Linked DNA regions of Oryzias latipes: region 2 is linked to region 1. A link is a contact called in public Hi-C data. All regions are on one chromosome and are shown on one strand. Each heading gives the region's core, a stretch centred on a gene start, on an enhancer-like site or on the middle of the called end of the contact. The rest is flanking DNA. Distances are from core to core; before and after follow the strand shown.

What was found. Hi-C and Micro-C count contacts between places; a contact is called where the count stands out from the background.
Region 2: a Hi-C map of gastrula embryo shows a contact between it and region 1, with 3 times the contacts expected there. The contact joins the enhancer-like site here to the promoter of LOC101171755 in region 1. A contact is called at or near these places in 5 of 5 Hi-C or Micro-C datasets (embryo, fibroblasts and gastrula embryo).

The regions. Positions count from the first base shown.
Region 1 is chr11:9,328,007-9,334,182 of ASM223467v1, forward strand. LOC101171755 (copine-4) reads left to right here and starts at 2,073. Exons shown (of 17, transcript XM_023960051.1): 1 at 2,073-2,448. It overlaps LOC101164165 (cytoplasmic dynein 1 light intermediate chain 1), which reads right to left and starts at 222. Exons shown (of 12, transcript XM_011480794.3): 1 at 1-222. The coding sequence starts at 99.
Region 2 is chr11:9,392,803-9,398,967 of ASM223467v1, forward strand. No RefSeq gene overlaps it. Among protein-coding and RNA genes, the nearest start is that of LOC111948196, 22 kb to the right of the region's middle. Within about 2 kb of position 1,904, at least 1 of the 8 cell types and tissues checked has an H3K27ac peak or open chromatin away from gene starts, as enhancers often do. A contact at or near this core is called in gastrula embryo, where this site is marked.

The sequences.
Region 1 (6,176 bases), core at 823-3,322:
GTTCTGTCCATCTTCTTCTTCTGGGTTGGAATTCTCCAGTGTGCTCTTAGGTCCACTTGAGGTGGAGGATAATAGTGCACTCCTCCCTGAAGTCGCCATCTTCGCAGGGTAAACCTAACGGAGCGCCCGGATGTAGCAGCGGCTGGGAGCTAGCTAGCTTAGGGTACCGCGCGGCGCTTCCACCGTGGCCGGGGCGTGGTCCGCGCGCACAAAGGCTGAGCTCCGCCACAAAACACGGGGTGATCTCATCCAACAGGCGACCCGACGGGGAAAACAGATCCTAGAAAATAAAATACATGCCCAAAATAAAAAAATGCGAAATGTCTGAGAAGAAAAACAAATAACAGAAAAACTATGACATTAAATTACACATCATTTTATTGTATTTAGATCTGAACAGATTTACTAATACATGATTTTATTGTTTAAAAAACAGATTTAATGTACCGGTCTTCAATTAGTGGTTTAAAGTCCCTCTCTGATCATCTTTTGATCTATTGTAAAGCATTCCCAGTGGTCTTTTAGTTATGATTATGCTGTTGTTAGGCAAATTCTAAAAACCTGTGATGTTATAGGACATAGTTTCTGCAGAGCGGCAGGAGTACATTAGAAATTTGCTCCATTGGAGCAGAGCTACCCTGCCCCCTTTCCCGTCATACATAACCGAGAGCTCTCTGTTTACACACTCTCCTGATAGATCACAGTACCTCAGCCTCCCAACCTAACATTACAGGTGCAAAAAAAATGGTGAGCAATATTAGAGCTATCCAGCCGTACAGTCCTGAGTCAGATGCCCTCTCGGTTGTGGAAAACAAACACTTACATGGATCTATATGTCTACTAGTGGATTCATCAGAATGGAGCAGAGCAGGGAGCTTGCGGCACACCCAGCATATTTTCTGTTTTTCATCTGCTCCTGATTGTCAACGGTTTGAAAAAAGAAATACTCAACCGTGCAATTTTGAACTTAATTTTCTTTTTAAATGTCCTCCATCGTCAGAAAAATGCCACAAGAAGAGTGCATGTTTAGGAGTTGATGAAGACCATTTTTTGGATGAAATTTAGAATAGCCTTATTACAACGATACAAATTAATTTTCAGTGACAATATATTTATAGAAGCCACAAAAATCCACCTATACTCAGCTTTTGTATTTTGATTTGTAAACGAAATGCCATCTGGCTAGGATTTTTAAAGAGGTAAAAAAAAGATATTGTGATGCATACATTTGCTCCCCTTCATATTTCCTTAAAAGTTGATCCGTTTTTATAACTCTCATGTGAGGTTTACTAGAGAAATTGCAACAACAACAAACCACATTAAAAACCAGCTGATCATCTTTAAATCTATTGTAAAAACATTCCAAGTGGTCTTTTAATTTTGATTATACCATTTTTGGACAAAATACAAAAAAGCTTGAGTTGTATTTTAGGACATAGTTTCTGCAGAGCAGCAGGAGTTCATTAGAAATTTGCCTCTACGTTGTGGCTAGGACCGTAGACATGAAGCAAGTCTGCCCCACTTCCCGTCACCCACTTGTTGACTCTCCCGTTAACCTGTAGCCTCAACCTAACATAAGAGTTCTGATCCAGATTCCAGCTCAGACCAGGAAAACAAAGACATTAATTGATCTAGTTAGTCACGAGTTGATGCATCAGAATGCAGAGAGTTTGTGACCCGGATTTTCTACTTCACATCTACAAGCATTTTCAATGGAATTTTTTCATCTGCTCCTGATCTACAGCAATTTGAATAAAAGAATACTCAGAAATGCAATTTTAAGCTTAATATATATGTCAGAAAAAAAGCTACAAGAACATGTTAAAAACACCAACATTTTTCATCTTTAAAAACTATCTTGTATCTTTCCACCAAAACAATTGTAAAGCAACTTTGCAAACGTCTGGATCATTCTATTTCAAGCTTAAGAACCTGCAGGATACTGCGGGTTCCTGCTGTCAGGCGGTCACAGGTGTGCGGTCACTGCTCATTACAGGAAGCAGCGAGGCGCGTCGCAGCCAATCAAAGCTGAGAAGCAGCCCCTGCGAGCAGTAGTTCACCTCTGCCACCACAAGATGGCGCCAAAACACCGCACTTAGAAACCGCGGGTCCCCCGGTCCTCTGCGCTCCCATGCGGCCCCCTGACGGAGTCCGCGTAGTGCAAACTCCAGTAGAGTGGTGTAGCGTCCTCCTCCTCCTCGCCCTCAGCCTTCACTCAACCAGGCGTGTGGCGCGCATCCTCCTAGCTGTTGGAGTTCAGCTCGGACTGTCAGTGCCCAAGCCGGTCGAGCTCTGCAGTAGTAGGTGGTGGTGGAGGGGTGTAGGTTGAGGCGAGGACAGAGATCTATCACTGCGATGGGTCCGGAGGTGGAGAGGTATTCGTGATTGTCCAGTGACCGGTGGCGAAGTTCCTCAGCTCCGCTCGGATCCCCTCTCCAGGACGCATAGGTGAGTCTCCCCTTTGCAGGTAGGATCATGCGCGAGGGGTAAAAGACTGTTGGGGGGAGCTTCGCGCAATTTTCTGTCCTGCCACTGATGGGTGGAGGCTGAAAACATGCAGCCCAACACAGAAACAGCAACAATGTATGTTGTGTGATTGCTTAAACGAGTTATTCTAGAACAAAACAAAAGAGGAAATCCCCATTTCAAAGAAATCAGTTAGGGTACATGTTTTTTTTTTTCTGAACAACCTCAATGGAGCAGTTTTATAAAAGTAAATCTTTCTCCATTAGTTTCTGCTTTCTTTTCTCCTTTGTGTCTTTCTATTTTATTTGCCCGTCTTTCCCAAATATCTTTCATGACTTTCTAACTAATCCATCATGTGTCATATTAACTCTTCAGTAATCTTTCTGTCTGCTCAGAAAAGTTCATCAAATTTCCCTCTGGTTGATTTCTCTATGCTTTTGGATTCTTTTGTGTTGGACTCTTACAATCTCATAATTGAATTTGTGGTCACAGAAATATGTAGCAGGTGTCATGGAAGTCACTAGCACAGGTGAGTTTGCCTTCCACCTTTTACTCCTCGTGACCGATTTGGCATGTACTTGCACATACACTTGTTCACAGACGGAGGGTCAAAACAATCAAGCTCCAGTGATTGTCACAGTGTGTAGAGAGTGGGTTGAGAGTGAAGTGCAGTGGTACGATGCAGACGTGCCTCAGCAATCAGCTGGGACTCTTCTGGTTTTTATTTATGACTTCCAGGCTCTCCGAAGGTATTTGCAGTTTGACGGTAGTTTTCAGATTTCAAAATGGTATATCTCTTATAGTGACAAAGTTTTGAATCGGAACATTTTCAGAGTAATACAGTCAAATATTTGACACAATTATGAATTTTTTTAATGTTCTCTGATCATCTTTTGATCTAATTTAAAAGAGTTCCCAGTGGTCTTTTAATTAAGATTATGTTGTTCTTAGAAAAAAACAAAGAACGGTGTAATTTTTTAAGACATAGTTTCTGCAGAGCAGCAGTGGCTAATTAAAAAATGCCTCTGATATATAGGCGACAAAGACTGTCCCCACTTCCCCTCACCTATGTGTTTACAGGCTCTTCCACTAGCCTACAACCTCTCACCCTTTGTTGCACTTTACTGGTGCAACAAAAATGGCGAGCAACATTGGCGCTATCCAGGCGTTCAGCATTGATCCAGATTCCAGCTCAGACAAACAAAACAAAGACGTACATGGATCTAGTCGTCTACGAGTGGATGCATCAGAATGGAGCGGAGTAGAGCGCTTTCTACAGCGTATTTTCTACATCACAAATACGCTTTTCCCCCCCGCGATTGAACGTTTTAAATAAAGAAAAACTCAGAAAACCAATTTTAATCTTAAGTTTTTTTTTCACACGTCCTCCACCATCAGAAAAATGCCACAAGAACATGTAAAAAACACCGAAAACATGATTTGTCTTTAAAATGCAATAAGAAAAAAATGAAAACAAAAACCCAAATAACAAATCATCAAATTCAAGATTACAGAAAAAAGTTGTCTAAAATAAAATAAATTGTATGTGTTTATTTCTTTTTAAAATGTATTGTTTATTATTTGCTTTTGATCTGAAATTTTTTATTAGTTAAGCTTCATTTCCTGTTTTTTTGTCCATTTTATTGGTGGGAACTACATCATTTGCATTTCAAAAACAGCAATTTTTTGGTTGTTTTTTTTTAACTGTATGTTTCCAGATTTTTTTTGATGAAGTGTGAAGTGAGAATTAATTGTCACCTACAGCAATGTGTAACACATGTGACAGCTGATGCTTAACTGAACCACCGTGGCCGCTTCGGCACACAGCAGCTCTGGGTAGAGAAATGTTCCATATCTCTTTTTATTATTGGTGTCATCTGCTGTCAGCTGGAACAGACAGGCATCTGCTGCTCTTCACACGCACACACTTTAGTGAACATGCACACGCTGACACAAAACAACAGTTCACAATAAAAAATAAAAAAAACTTTTGCCACTCCCACTCATATCTGCTGCGCGTTACAAACCTGCCATGTGGCTCTGTCCACGTCTCTGTAAACACACCGTTCACTGAGCTTCGCTAAAAATAATCACCCACACACCCTTAGAACATGAATTATGGAAGAAGGGGAAGAGGGAGAGAAAGAGACATTCAGGTCAGAATCAGACCCACTTCTAAGAGCTTGACTCCCCGAGGATGGTACTACTAGACCACTGCATGAATATTCAGCTGGTACCATCTAGAACCACAGATCTGCGGTCATCCTGCTTTTTCGGCTAACTGGACCCGAGGCCACCCAGGGGTTCTGCCCTACACATTTATGGGCCGGAAAATCGGTGCCGTACATTTTCAGATTAATTATACATGAGATGCAGTGTTTCCAACACAGCAATAATCCTCCAGCTAAGTCTAGCCAAGTGTCACCGGCTTTACGCTACACTTGTAATATAAAGGCTCACTGCAGTGCGCCTCACACACGTTTTATTCACATATCACCAACTTCAAGTAAACATCAGGATATTTTAGGAGTTTAAAAAGACTTTTATTATCCAGCAGATTGATCCCTCACCCTTACTGCGTATAGCTGTGGGGACTCGGAAGGTTTGCCCGGATACAGCCCCTTCCAAATGTTAAAAACGGGCCCATCAACACCTCTGCAGCCCATTAATTAACACGTTGTCATTTCTACACCCATTGAATATGTGAGGCTTAAATATATTTAATGCTGCTCGTTAATTTGTGTGCACCATAATTGCTGGTATGCTGGCTGATGACAGATTTGACATTTTTTGGCTAAATTAAAACAAGCTTCAAACCTGACGCACAAAGCTGAATATTTATAAAACATCATAAAGTGTCCTAAAGACCCACTCTAAGGAAAGTTGTGTTTTGAACATGTTCTTGTGGCATTTTTCTAAAGACATCCTCAAAGAAAATGAAGCTCAAAATTACATTTCTGAGTATTTCTTTGTTCAAGTTGTTGTGAATCAGGAGCAGACGAAAAAAATGCTATTTAAAAAAGTTATATTTGTACAATGAGTGGGCCACAAGCTCCCTGCTCTACTTAAACAGGGAGCTCCCAGCGATGTGGAAGAGAAAGGGGGGCGGGGTTGCTCCACACCAACAGCTACAACTTATAGGCAAATTTCTAACAAACCTGTACCGCTCTGTAGAAACTACACCATAGAAAATGATAAAGGTTTTTTTGATTTTGGGTAAAAATGGCATTATCCTAGTTAAAAGACCACTGGGAATGCTTTGGGAATGCTCATCAAAAGATGATCAGAGTGAGTCTTTTTCTTTTAACTTGTCCTGTCCAACAGCTGAGCAGACAGATAAGAGCTGAAAACCTCTTGTGTTGGACATATTTTACTGTTACAATAGGGGTGATGAAACGTTTGACACACTAGGTGTATATTTGAATAAACCCCTTTTGTAATTTAGGCTAAACTTTATTCATATTACTCATATCTGTAACAGTTTTTGTTGGACCGGACGGAAAAGAAAAGAAGGGAGGGGGGGTAAAGAGGAGGGGGGGGTAGAACCGTCACGCAGCAAAAAGCAACAAGTTGCTGGATGTTTACAGTCATTACAGTCAGGTACTTACATACTTATGCAGTGTGCCCCGGCACTTATGAGTAAGTCTTTTTCTTGCATTAGATTTAAGTCACTGCACTGGCTCCCAGACCATTTGCCAAATAATTTGACG
Region 2 (6,165 bases), core at 654-3,153, 65 kb after region 1:
GAGGTTTTCAACCGGAAACCTTCACCACAAGAATGTGACCACGGGATGTCGAGTAAATCAATATAAAAGCAGAGGGAGAGGCTGAAAGTAGGGGGGGGGGGGGGGGGGGGGGGGGGGGGGGGGTTTGCTGCATGTGAAAGGGAGAAAGATAGCAGAAGAAGAAGAAGAGGAGGGAGAAGATGAGACCATGAAGATCGGCTGGTTTGTGGTTTAAAAGCTTTAAAATGGGCTACGATATCAAGACCCCTTGAAAGAAGTAAAGTATTCTTAAAATAAGGAAAAAAATGGGGTAAGAAAAATTGATTTACCAAGAATGTTTAAAATAAGAAAAAAATTCCAGTTACTGGAAGATTTCTTCCTAAACTAAGATTATTTTGCTATTGAAAAACTTTTCTTGATAAAATTATTTTTCTTGCGAGACAGAAAAAAAGCCATTTCTCTTGAACCACGGGTCTTTTAACTTTCTTAAGATTCCGGTTTTGCAGTCTGTCTCTCACTATTTAAACCAAAATTTGACCCCTCGCAGAATTCTCCGGCTCTGTTTGGTGCAAAAAACATGTTTGTATCACTGTGAATGAATGATACAATCATGAATCACCAGTGGATTTCTAAATTCCTCACGAGAGTATTTGAAAAATCCAAATCATGGGTTGGAGACCCCTGATGTCTCTTCCAGAATCTGATGTTTTACTGTTGAGACGGTCGCTGCCCCACAGAAGAGGCTCACCAGCTGACCAAAACATGAAACTAGAGCAAAGAATTTGACACAAAAACCTGGCAAAAGTGATAAACAAACGCATCCGATCACATCACACTTTTCTCTAAAACACAGAACTGTCTCTGAAAGAGCGACTGAAGAAATAGAGTTTAAAACTCACTGAACCAAACCTGAGAGAAATGCCTTTGATTTTTCACCTTTTTGGACTTACATTAAATTAAAACAGCATTTTTTATTGTGTCGTTGGAATGAGTGTGGCAAAAAGTAGTCTACTACAAGAATACTTAGTCTAGTCTAAACGTGAAGCAGTATACTTGAAATTTGCTTTTTACACACTATCTATATGTTCTGAATGTATTATGCTTCAATTTTGTCTGAAGAAGTATTCAGGTAGTACACTTCCTACACCACACGTATATAATCTACAGTACACTAACCATACTTCTACTTCATAAAATAAACTTCAAGTTTACTTTTTTTTGTTGGGGGATCTCAAACTTAGGATGATTAGTCATCCTTTGGCAGAAAGTAATCTGTTTAAATGTACTGCAAGTATAATTCGTCTGTACTAAAAGGGAAGCACTATACTTGAAGTTTACTTTAGTTTTTACATACCATCTATATATTGTAAACTCAAAATGTTCCTATTTAGTCTAAAGAAGAATTCATTTAGCGTGCTTCTTACGCTACACCTACATGGTCTATGGTAAACTACACTTGCTATTCTTATACTCAATTATACTTAATAAAATTAACTTCAAATGTACTGCTTTTTACTACATTATCAAAGATAGTGTCAGTTTTAAAAACCTTTCCTTTTTCCTCCATTATGATGACAGAAAGACGGAAAACTTTTGGACTGAAAAGTTTGGTTTTGGGATTGACTCAAAAAAGTACCTTTAGTACCTTATGGATAGTCTCACAGCAGACAAAATGTAAAAAATCTAAATATACTATGTGCCAAGAAATAATCTCCTTGACTTAGTTTAAACTGTAGAACACAGTATCTTCTCTGCACTCACTGTCACCTACAGATGTACAATATCTTATAACTGTCATCTCCTCTCAAATGCCTGAGATCCTCGAGATATGCGCAAGATAACAAACTCTTATCCCAGCATCATGTTGAATCAGCACACATTCCCTCAGTGGACACAAAGGGAATGCTAATGAGGATGCAGATCAGCACTTTCAAAACGCTGGTGGCTCCTGAATTCTCCGGTTGCTCAGGCTGCACTGCAGGCCGAGGCTGCCGCTCAGTGGTTCGCCAAGGAGCTGCACAAACATGAGGCCCACGATGAAACCGGGTCATGCAGGGTAACATGACCCAAAATGGAATTTTCATTGGTGTATTTCAAGCCATCAAAGTAAAAAATACAAACACATTCAAACAAAAATATATATTTATACATAAATATATCAAACCTAAGATGATTAATCAGGACTTGATTGGAAAATTTTAAAAAGTAGAAGAAAGATACATATTCAAATATGCACATAAACATTTAAAAGGTGGCGTAATAATTACTGTCAATCATATATCATAAATAGACACTTAAACATGCAAAACACTGAATCCACCAAATGTGTAGTTTGTGAAAAAGAGTCCAATTACTTTAACAATAGGCGTTATTAATCTTCAGACAAACCAAAGGTATGTCTGAATAAACCCCTTTAGTAAATGAGGCCAAACTTTATTAATTTCAACCATGTTTGAAAATCTTTGGTGTTGGACCGGACGGAAAAGGAAAGAAGGGAAGAAGAGAGAGGGATGTTAAAGAGGGGGGATAGGAGGGTAATAATAGGAGGGAGGGGGGGTAAGACCATGAAGCAGCATAAAGCAACAAGTTTACTGGTTGTTCATCATTATGGTAAGGTTCAAATGTAGTACAAAAAGGGCGGGGCCTGTCCACACACACACTAAAATGTTATCAACACACCTGCTAGCTGCAAAAATGTCCACATGTCAACATGTACACAAAACAGATAGTGTTCACACACGCATACTTATGCCTTAAAACCAACTAGTGTGAAATATTTCCTTCATTCAATCACACAAACTATTAGTGCAAAGGTGAGCTAACACCTGTGCTCAGGTGAGTGTTTATGTTCTTCTAAAATGGATGGAGGAATGTGAAAAGAAGGAAGGAGAGTGCCCAGCCATCCCCACACCAAGACCCCCGCCGCAGCAGCAGCGGCAGCCGGAACCCCCCCAACGCCACACGGGAGCAGGCAGGGAACAACCGCCCCCCGGGAGCAGGCAGGGAACAACCGCCCCCCGGGCGACCAAATCCGCCACCCAGGCCAGGGCCAGCAGGACCGCCGCGAGGCCCCCAGAGCCAGAGAGCAGGGAGGCATGGGGGGAAAGAGAGCGTCGCCCCAGCCCAACCAGGAGAGCAGCCCCCCCGCCGCACCGGGAGAGCCCAACTCAGGGCCCCACCGGAGAAGGGCGCCCACAGCCCCAGACGAGCACCCCATCACCACCCAGGAGTTCCGGGCATCCCCCCGCCCCAACCCCAGGTACGAGCCAGGACCCCCCAAGGGAGACCGGCTCCGCACTCCAGGCAGCCACCCACCCAGCCCACAAGGGGTGTTGTAAACATCGCCCGACCAGGCTCGGCCACAGTTGGAAATTTGGCGGGGCCCAGCGCTCAGGGGCAAGGACCAGCCCCCCCCCCCCCCAGGCGCACTGCAGGCTAAACCCCTCACCCTAATATGAGGTTATACGAGGAAGGGGGTAAGTTGGGGACAGCTGGTAGACTGTCCCCCGGTGGTCAAACAGCCGTCCCCCAGCCCCCCCCCCCCCCCCCCCCCCCCCCCAGCATAGTGGCCAGGTCCACCCAGCCCAGGAGCCCCATCCCCGGAGGCGCCGACACCCCAAGCCCAGCACCACCCACCCCACAGAGAGAGAGAGGAGCCAGAAGGCGTCGCCCCCCCCCCCGAGGAAGTCCAGGCCCCCACCCCCAAACGCCGGCCCTAGAAGAGCTCTGGTCAGGCCTCGACGGGACCGAGGCAGCCAACCGGCCGGGAAAACCACCGATTGCCTCAGCGGAGACCCCGAACCGTCAACCCCCCATGTCCCGTACCAATATTGGGCTCCCCCTCCCCCCCAGAACGCCCCCCCACGGGACAGGGCCGACAAGCCCCCAACCCCACCCCACTCCAGACCCCGCAGCCGAAGCGGATGACACCCAGGGCGACCGGGGGTCCCAAGAGGCCCTCAGTGCTCATCTGCCTGCCCAGCTGTTGGACAGGACAAGTTAAAAAATAAATAAATAAAAAAGAGTCCAATTATTTGCTTTAATAAGGGAGGGTGGAAGAAAACCATAAATACAATACCAGCCTTAATAAGCTTTACTTAGTTATTTAATTTTTTTTTCTTTTCTTCCTACATTTTTATCATAATTCGATCTGTAACTTCTAATTATAGTTATTTATACTTTATCAGTCCAAGTGCAAAGTTTCTGCAGAGCGGCAGTAGTTTATTAGAAATGTACCTCTGAGTTGTGGGCGGGACTATCGGCACAGAGCAATGATATGTCACCCATAACTGAGGGGCTCTCTGTTTACATGCTCGCCCCCTAGCTTACAGCCCCTCAAACCCTCAACCTAACATTAGCGGTGCAACAAAAATGGCGAGCAATACCAGAACTATCCGGCTGCACAGTTTTGAGACAGATGCCATCTCAGACGAGGCAAACGATAACAAACATCAGAATGGAGCGGAGCAGGGAGCTTGTTACAGCTTCTGTTCAAACTCTGTAGCTGAATGGCTCACGAGACTATAAAAGTGGTTCTATGCAGCAGAAAGCCATGTTCTAACAGCAAAGTTGGCAAAACATCTGTTGCATAACTTGGGTAAATGAACAAGAATACACTGGATACTTTTCTGTTCTTTAATTGCCACAATGGCTGAATTGCTGCCTTGGAAAACTATTTTTTGTGTGGGATGATGACCCAGAAACACTTGTGTCCTAAGGGCTGCTTTGGATTGTTCTTTTTTCCGGTTCTTTCAATACCTGTGACTCTTAGCAGTAGGCTTGAAGTAATAGTAACAGAAGTGTCTGTAGATCATTCGTGTCTGAATCTCTCTTTCACCAACACTTGTGTCACATTGGATCAGTTTACAAAACTTTTCAGATAACAGTGAAGATTTTACCAAAACCTTCTTCATTTGGGTTCTAATTTACTAAAACTTCCACACCTATAGGGTTGATCCTTTCATAAACCTGTATTTGATTGTTTTGGGGAATTATTATGATTTTTACAATTGTCATAGCCTCCTGAATGGGATTGGTAATTTTTCCAGACATTTTTACTTCTGAAGTTATCCTACCCAGATGACATTTGGGGCTTTTCAATGGTATTACAGGTGACAGGGTTGTGGGAATTTTGAGTGGATAACATGTTTCCACCGTTAGTCAGAAGGGTATCTCATGTCAGGATTGTTAAATAGAAAGTCATATTCACATGTGTATTTCATTTCTATACTTTAAATAGAAGCATTTTTATGTATCGCCTAATGTGAGCTAATAATATATCATTGTATAATTCAGGACTATCATCATAGCATCAGCTGGATTGAGCAGCAGGGCAAAGAAGAGAACAGCAGCTCCTCTGGGATCAGTTTTCTCACGAGAGCATCTTATCGTCTCTCTGGAGGTCATCTATTTTCCTTCACTTTGTTTGGTGACTTATTTTGCTAGTTTGATGTTGAGACAGATGTGATCACTCCCCACAGAATATGTACGCTCATCAAAAAAATAAAAGATGAATATATTTAACTAGAGGACACCACTGCACTCTGCTGGACAACAGTGGTAAAGGTGGCTTGATGCGGCGTCCTGCAAGAAAACTTTAAAGCTTTTTTAAGCTTTTGTTTAACTTTTTTTCTTGAAAAAAAAAAACGTTTTTGTAACCGTGTTATATTTACATATGTGGGTTTTAAAATTTACAGGCAGATACAAAATAACTAAGCAGCCAAAAGATAAGAATTCTTCTTGGCTACAAGTAACATTAGATTTAGAGCCAAAGAGATCCAGTCAAATTTATGGAAACACAGGAGAGACTGACGTTTTATTTGTCCTTGTAGCTAATGTTTATGGTGTGGTATGTATAAGCAATGTTTTTATTTTATTTTTTATTTTATTCCTATTTTTTGTAATTAATTAATTTTTTATTAACTACTGTAATTTTTTATATGCTGCTTCTTAACTTGTGTATTCTTGACACTGTCCTTTTTAATGCAGTGGTGTACTCCTTTTTATTGATTGGACTATGAGTCTGGAATACTATCTATCTATCTATCTATCTATCTATCTATCTATCTATCTATCTATCTATCTATCTATCTATCTATCTATCTATCTATCTATCTATCTATCTATCTATCTATCTATCTATCTATCTATCTATCTATCTATCTATCTATCTATCTATCTATCTAT